2 separate regions of the Zea mays genome follow, and region 2 is linked to region 1. The links are chromatin contacts, called in public Hi-C maps. All regions are on one chromosome and are shown on one strand. The core of a region is the stretch at or near the end of the contact, and the rest is flanking DNA. Distances in the headings are between cores, read along the strand shown.

Evidence for each region. Hi-C and Micro-C count contacts between places; a contact is called where the count stands out from the background.
Region 2: a contact with region 1 is called in a Hi-C map of leaf, with 4 times the contacts expected there. The contact joins the promoter of LOC100280393 here to the enhancer-like site in region 1. A contact is called at or near these places in 3 of 25 Hi-C or Micro-C datasets (ear and leaf).

What each region holds. Positions count from the first base shown.
Region 1 is chr2:75,077,223-75,080,924 of Zm-B73-REFERENCE-NAM-5.0, forward strand. No RefSeq gene overlaps it. Among protein-coding and RNA genes, the nearest start is that of LOC103646591, 6.0 kb to the left of the region's middle. Within about 2 kb of position 1,824, at least 19 of the 20 cell types and tissues checked have an H3K27ac peak or open chromatin away from gene starts, as enhancers often do. A contact at or near this core is called in ear and leaf, where this site is marked.
Region 2 is chr2:75,651,730-75,655,431 of Zm-B73-REFERENCE-NAM-5.0, forward strand. It overlaps LOC100280393 (60S ribosomal protein L37a), which reads left to right and starts at 1,664. Exons shown (of 5, transcript NM_001320713.1): 1 at 1,664-1,756; 2 at 3,254-3,293; 3 at 3,374-3,462. The coding sequence starts at 1,754.

The sequences.
Region 1 (3,702 bases), core at 574-3,073:
ATTATACCCGCAAGGAGATAATGCTTCGAAGGACGAAGGTCCTTAACGATTAACAATTGTGTTGCCTTGTTCTTGACTCACAACATTTGAGAACAAGTGACCAATAGACGAGTCGGTCAAACTTAGGATAAAAAAGTAAAACGAATTATAAATTGGGACGGAGGAAGTATCTTCTACAACGATCCATTTGACTTATATTGCAATGACCTAACAACAACCTAGTTGCATTAGCCATGTGATACCACTAGAAGATAAGGTGTTCTTATGTGTGGCCTATCGAGATAACATAAAATTTATAAAAATGTTGACTATTTAAGAAACAAGCAACATAATGTCACACAAACTATATCTCTCCTATCAAACATTTGTACATCTGCTGAACCTTTGTGTCCCTGCTCTGGTCTGGTCTGTTCACCACACCATGTTGGAATTTGTTCCCCTCACAACATGAAATTCATGACCTGGACATGCATCAAGCAAGTTAACGGTCAAGTGGAAATCTGCAAGTTACACAACCACAATAATGCACACATGTCACGCCATATGTGAAAACTGCAGAAGCTTATAGTATGTAATGGCAAGCCAGGTATGTAATGGCAAGCCAGGAGCAAAGACAAACAAGCAAGAGATAAACAAGGTTGACATGGAAAACAAGAAGTTATATGTTTCGTCATTGTCTAGAAGCTATATAGTTATTGAGATGATTGAAACTACCTTGGCAGCAACAAATGCATATCAATCTATGTTACTAAACATTAATTCAGAATTACAAATGGTGACCCTCAATTTAGTTACTTGACATCTGACCCTAATTGGGAGGTCTTCTTTGATCATTTTCCATCCTTTTGGGTATGTGGCTTCATCCATTGTGAGTTCTGGTCAACTTGTGCAGTACTATAAGCAAAGCTCTTCTTGCCAACACTCTAACAATTCAATACTTTTTCAGCATAACATAGTAAAAGAGTGCCATACAAAATAACCGCTTCTTTGGTCTGAACCATAGAAGCTTTGTGGAACCTTGTGCACACAAGCAGCATACAAAACATCAGCTTCTATGGTTTCAATCTAATACCAGCATAGAAGTTGTTGTATACAAAACATATTTTAGGTTTCCACAAAGCAATATGCACATCATACACAATAGGTTTCAGGTTACCAAAAACTCAAAAAGCAACATGCACAACATTCAAAACAGTTTTCGGGTTTCAGGTTACCAAAAATACTATAAACAGGTCTCATACCAGCTTACACATGTGTAGCACCTCAAAATCTCATTCTGATATTTGGTAGGATTCTCCATAAGTTAGCATTAGAATATCTTTTAATAAGAATTTCTCTTACCTTTAAGGATACATCTCCTAGAATAAATATGTTTGCTAACAAAAAAAAATGAAAGAATCACTATATGAATTTAGCCATCCCTTTTGTTTAACTATATATTTAAGTTAAAAAAATCTCTTAATAAAAAATATACTCTAGGATTTATTATTCTCAAAGTAACTATTTTTGGTATGACTTGCACATTTTAAAACCTTTGCTTAGCTAAGGTAATAAATAAATAAAACTAAATTTTGAATCCATGCCGAGATTTTGGTTTGTGCATTTAAATAGGCTTGAAGTTTGAACTCCATTTAAATACAATTCAAAATTTAAATTTAAACTTGAATTGAAATTAGGAAAATGAAAACAGAAAAATAAGTAAGGGAAATTGGCACTTGGGCTGGTTTCCCCCCTCTTTGGCCCACTCCTCACTTCCCTTCCGTCACCCTAGGCCCATATGACCGCATCCACCGTGCCGGCCCAACTTAAACCGAGTCGCCCACGCTCGTGCGACGCCGACCTAGGGGCCCTCGGTGGTCAGCCTCTCTTCCTTGTGTTCACATGTGATAGTGTCTCTAAGAGGTGGGGCCGCCTCGTCAGCTCCATCTCTATCGCAACAAACCCAGCCGAGTAGTTACAATCCGAACACAGAGATCACGAAGGGGAAGATTCGATCCGGGCACCATAGTCTGATGTTGTTTGCCACCAGGCCAAGGCGTGAGGATATAAACTCGTGGTCGTCGCACCCCCGTTGAGAATTCTACAGCTTATCCCCTTGCTTCCACGACGAACCGCAGAGAGGGCACCACCGTAAGCGGAACCAGGGAGCGTCGTTATCAGAGGTTGAGCAAGTAGGTCTGGGAGATTCTTCAGGAGCCATGGATCATGGCTATGGGTCTATGGAGCCAGAGGAGCGTGTGGCTATCAATCAATTGCTCACCGGAGTCAGGAGATCATGTTAACAACTCACTACTAGTGTGTATTGATTAAACTCAACATTAGCCATTACAGAGAATTATAGTCTAGAAGGAAGAACAACATGAGGATTAAGGATAGGAGAAGAATGCTGAATCCACTCTAGAAGGGTCTAGAAGAACCTAGAGAGGAAGGTAGAGGATACATGGAAAAGAGGAAAATGGAGAAGGGAGATGAACAACAGTATTCTGATATTCAATGCGTCATCCTGGTGACCGCACTGGCCCCGAACACCGCCCCGCTGAGGACGAGGCCGTGGCAGAGCAAGTGGATGGAACCCTGTCCTGGATCTCCATGTGCTCGACTCAGGTCACCTTGGAGGAGCCGTCGGCCATGTCGATGATGAGGCATCCCGATGGGAGGCAGCACGAGCGCGACAGGGGGGCGCTGAACCTTGCGTCGATGTGCACGTCGAGGCCACAGAACGAGCCATCTGGCTTGGCAAAGATGCTGTCGTACGTGTTGACATTGAGCACCTCGTGATCGCCAATCTTCACCCACAAGTGCTCGCTGGCCTGCGCCATCCTAATGAGCTCATCCATGGCGTGCTCAGTGAGGCCGAGCCCTAGAGTCGAACAAATGGTGAGCGCCTCCATGTAGTTGGGCAGTTGGCGCTGGGAACGTCGTGGAGGGCCGACTCCGGAAACGATGTCTCCATGTAGTCTGGCAGATCAATGTTGATGATAGGCTTGTCCTGCGAGGGCATGCACTTGTTGGCCTCCTCTCTGTCCTTGGAGACGACGGAGCCAATAAGGTCAAAGTTGGGCCCGTTGCTGAGGAAGGCCATGTGGTCGAGGTAGAAACCGTTAAACCGAGCGGCGAAGGCTGGGACGTAGGAGTTGACCGCGACTGGGGTGTGCTTCTCGCTGGTGCGGCGAAGGGCACGACGCCGTCGACGATTCTGGCTACGCACGCATCGGCGACAAGCACATGTGCCGCGAGCGCGACCTCTCGCCCCGCATCGGTCCTCCCTGGCTCCTATCTCCATGGAGCTCCGCATGCTCGGCCTCTTCCCGTTCTAGATCGCGTGCCTCGCGCAGATCGCTGGTCGCTACTTCCTCTGCTGTAACTTCATCTCTGAGGTATGGTTCTGGCTCCCGCTTCACATTCCACCGAGAAAACCTTCTATCCCACTTCGCGCTCTTCTCATAGAAAAGTCTGCCAATCTCATCGAGGAGAAACTTGAGGGCAGCAGGATCCATGGAACTTGACCGAGAATTGACTCCTCTGATACCAATTGTTAACAACTCACTACTAGTGTGTATTTATTAAACTCAACAGCAGTGATTACAAATAATTATAGTCCGAAAAGGAAGAACAACATGAGGATTAAGGATAGGAGAAGAATGCTGAAGCCACTCTAGAAGGGTTTAGAAGAACCTAGAGAGGAAGGTAGAGGATACATGG
Region 2 (3,702 bases), core at 414-2,913, 570 kb after region 1:
TAAGGAGAATGTCCTTAAGCTTCTGCCATGAAGATATGGATCTTGGATGAAGAGCATAGTAACATGTCTGTGCCACATTCTTGACTGCATGACAATTTTTTTGCCATGATTGCTGCATTGCCACCATACAAAGATATGATGGCCTCATAATTCATTAAGAACTACTTCGGATATGATAGACCATCATAAATTGGGAGTTAAGGTGGCATGTAGAGCAGTGGCCATAGTGCAGCTTGCAACTAAGCTGCCAAAGGAGAAGAATCATCGTTTAACGAAGCATCATAGTTGTGTTCTTCGAAATGAACATTTCTTTGATGGCGTGAACCTTGGAATTACTCCTCTTGTTGCGTCATGTGACACAATTCCTATGATGGTTCGTAAATTTGTCGTTGTAGTTGAGAGACCCGAAGCATCTTCTCTGGTCGCTTCTCGACTTGCTGATGAATAGCTTTGATATTTTCAATTTTTAGGTCAAGATCATCTTGTGGTGGAGGATTCGTGTCCTTGCTTTTCCCTTTCTATGCCTCGAGAAGACGCGCCTCTTCATCCTAGATCTGATCAATGGGAGGAAGAACTAAGGCGGGAGCTGCGGTCCTCTTTGGAGGCATGATAGATAGATGCTTGTAGTCATGAGTTCAACGAAGGTGTATGCCAATGTTGGTCACGTGCTTTGATTCTTGATCGGGACAAAAATAGGGCAACACAATTAGGGAAAAGACTTTCGTCCCCACATTCTATTCATTAAAAAAGACCAGGAGAAGAAGGTTGATATAATAAAAGATATCCAAATAACATAATAGGATAGAATGAAAACATTTGAGAGAGACCGCTACTAGTATAATCCTTTTATTATACCTTTTAAGTTACAAGCAATTACAAGTGTACCTTCGGGAGTTAAGGTAAGGATGCGAAGGTACAACTTCGGAAGTAGAGTGATTCTGATTTCCCATGTCCTCTCCTCCAAAAATGTGTCTCTGCATGACATTGTACCTATTTTTTTAGTGGAGAGCCACAATACAACTCGATCTAAGATTACAAATATGCCCTCGAGTCCTATACATTGAGACTACATAACCCTCCAGGGACGTCATTATCTTTTCATTTGTAGGCGTGTTGAATAGGCCTCTGGGTTTCTCTCCTTTAGCTTTGTTGGCTTGTTGTCGTGCGTCTGAGCCATAGAGCCGAAGCTTCCTGGCTCTACTTTCGTGAGTACATGGTTTAACCGAAGGTTTTCAGACGAAGGTCAAGTTCACTACTTCCAAGGTTCTAAAACAAACTTAGAACAATATATATTAATGTTTTGAGGAGCTTCAGCATGAAAAGGCCCCCAACATTATCTAATTTGTTCTACCTCTTAAACATCATGGTTAACCTTTTTTGACATCTTGCTTTCAACCTTTTCTATTTTCCTTAAGCTAAACATGTTTCTAAATATTTTAAATATGTTTTCATAAGATTGAAATATTTTGTATATATATGTTTTATCTCAGTCATCTTCTTTTTTTTTGTAATTTTAAAACATTTTAATTCAAAAACTTTATTAAATATCTTTCAAATTTTAAACTAAAAAGGGATAAAACAGTTCCAAAATCAGGGCCCATTTAAGCCCAGCCCATAATAGCAGGTCGCATCCATAGACTTCCACGAAACCCTAGCGCCTCATATATATAGTTTCTCTCCTGCCACTTTTGCGAGCTTACCCTCAGCACGCCGCCGCTACAGCCCGCACCTCGTTTCCTCTCCCGTCTCCGAGATGGTACGCCGCTTCTCCTCGTCCTCCCATTCTTCCCGTTACTAAGTATCTGTGTACGGTGTATGCCTAGTTGTGGACGTTTGTTATTATGTGTCGAGCGAGATCCTAGTGTTTGACTTGGTAGCCCAGCAGCTTCAGTTCGATATGGATTCGAAGGCTCCATAGTTTAATTTTCTTGATAGGGGCGTGCCAGCAATCATGCTTTGTACCAGTCGTGTTTCCATGGAAATTTGAGATATTAGGGTACCCAGATAGGCCTATGTGAAATGTGGTGGTATTGTTAGCATGACAGAAACAATGTAATTCTAAACTGCAATCTATTGCTAGCCTGTTTGTAGGGTCGTCATCGTAGTTGGATTTTGCTAGGCTGTCACTAGGCTGGATTGTGCAATTTAGCATTGCACAACGCCTTTTGTGCAGGGTAGGTTTGGAGCAGTTGCTACCTCAGGTTTGCAATGGTAAGGTGCCCAAAACCTGCTACACTTAAGGTAGAAGGCAAACTATTTCCGTAAAGCCTGTTTGCGCTCCGCATTTGAGTCCTATATAGGCTTAGCCTTTCAAATTCTATTGGTGATCACATGTTAAATGGAAACATGTTGAAGGCAGTGGTGTACTCACTCCGTTCCAAATTGTAAGCTCAATTACTTGTCACTTTTGATTTTGCATGGTTTCAAAGATTTGACCATCTGTTTTCTACAGCATTGTATTTGTGAGATTTTTTGATAAATACTTATTATCATAAATCAATCTGGATGTGTCAATATACCATCACCAACCTAGATGTTCAAGATATCTTATTTGGTAGATTATAATTATATTTTTTGCCAGTCGAACGCATGGTGACAAGTATATGTGAATGTACATAACATTTTATCAGTTTTTAGGTGTGCTGTATGTTTGGTTTACATTGTTAGTACTTGTGCAAGTTCAAGCATATTGGAAAAATACATTGTTTGTTTACTGTAAAGACAAACTAGTTATCGAACTTGATGAAAAATAAAACATTTTGATAAATCCAACATGGTCTCCAACTTAATGAAAAATAAAACATTTTCATAAATCCAACCCGGTCAGCTGACACATTTGCTGTAATCTGAAGCTGTACCTGGCAGCATGCAACATGAAAGTAGTATACAGTCCTAAGTTTAGCATTCAAATACCACTAGTATAAATCAGTAGGCCATAATATTTTTTCACTTGTGTTGATTTTAGTTGTATTTCCTTCGTTCAGATGTGTATGGAGTAATTTTTCTCTTGCTGCTATTGGAGAGTCAATAGTGACTAGCTGAACTGTATGGTTCTTAATGGTTTACTTATATAATGTTTAAGAAATTATAGTTTTCCTCTTGTGTTAACCTACCTGAATGGTACAGTCTTTTATATTGAATTATTGATACTAACATTAGTCTTGAAGCTACAACTTTATAGTTACCAGTATTCTTTTGAACAATTTTAGTGAGCAGCTGTGTAATTTATTAAGTTTTTATAATGCCTATGCAGACGAAGCGAACCAAGAAGGCCGGAATTGTTGGCAAATATGGTACATGCTTAAAAAAGATGACACTTCCCAATTTGTGCATCTGGAGTATGATGTTAACCTTGCAAATTACAATGTTATAGGAACCAGGTATGGTGCTAGCTTGCGTAAGCAAATCAAGAAGATGGAGGTATCTCAGCACTCCAAGTATTTCTGTGAGTTCTGTGGGAAGGTAGGTCATCCTAGTTTGCAGTTTTTTTTTTTAAAAAAATCTGTTATACTGCAAGCTGTTTTTATGTACTTGTCACCAGTACTAGAATGTTATGAATTGTAGGATGCAGACCGATTTTGAGCACAAAAGGAATTGGTTATCAATATATTTGTTGGTTTATTCTCATTTCAATGGTTTATAAGATGTTTAGGCATGACGAGCAATTTGATTCTAAGTACAAGTTGCCCTATTGTTCCCACC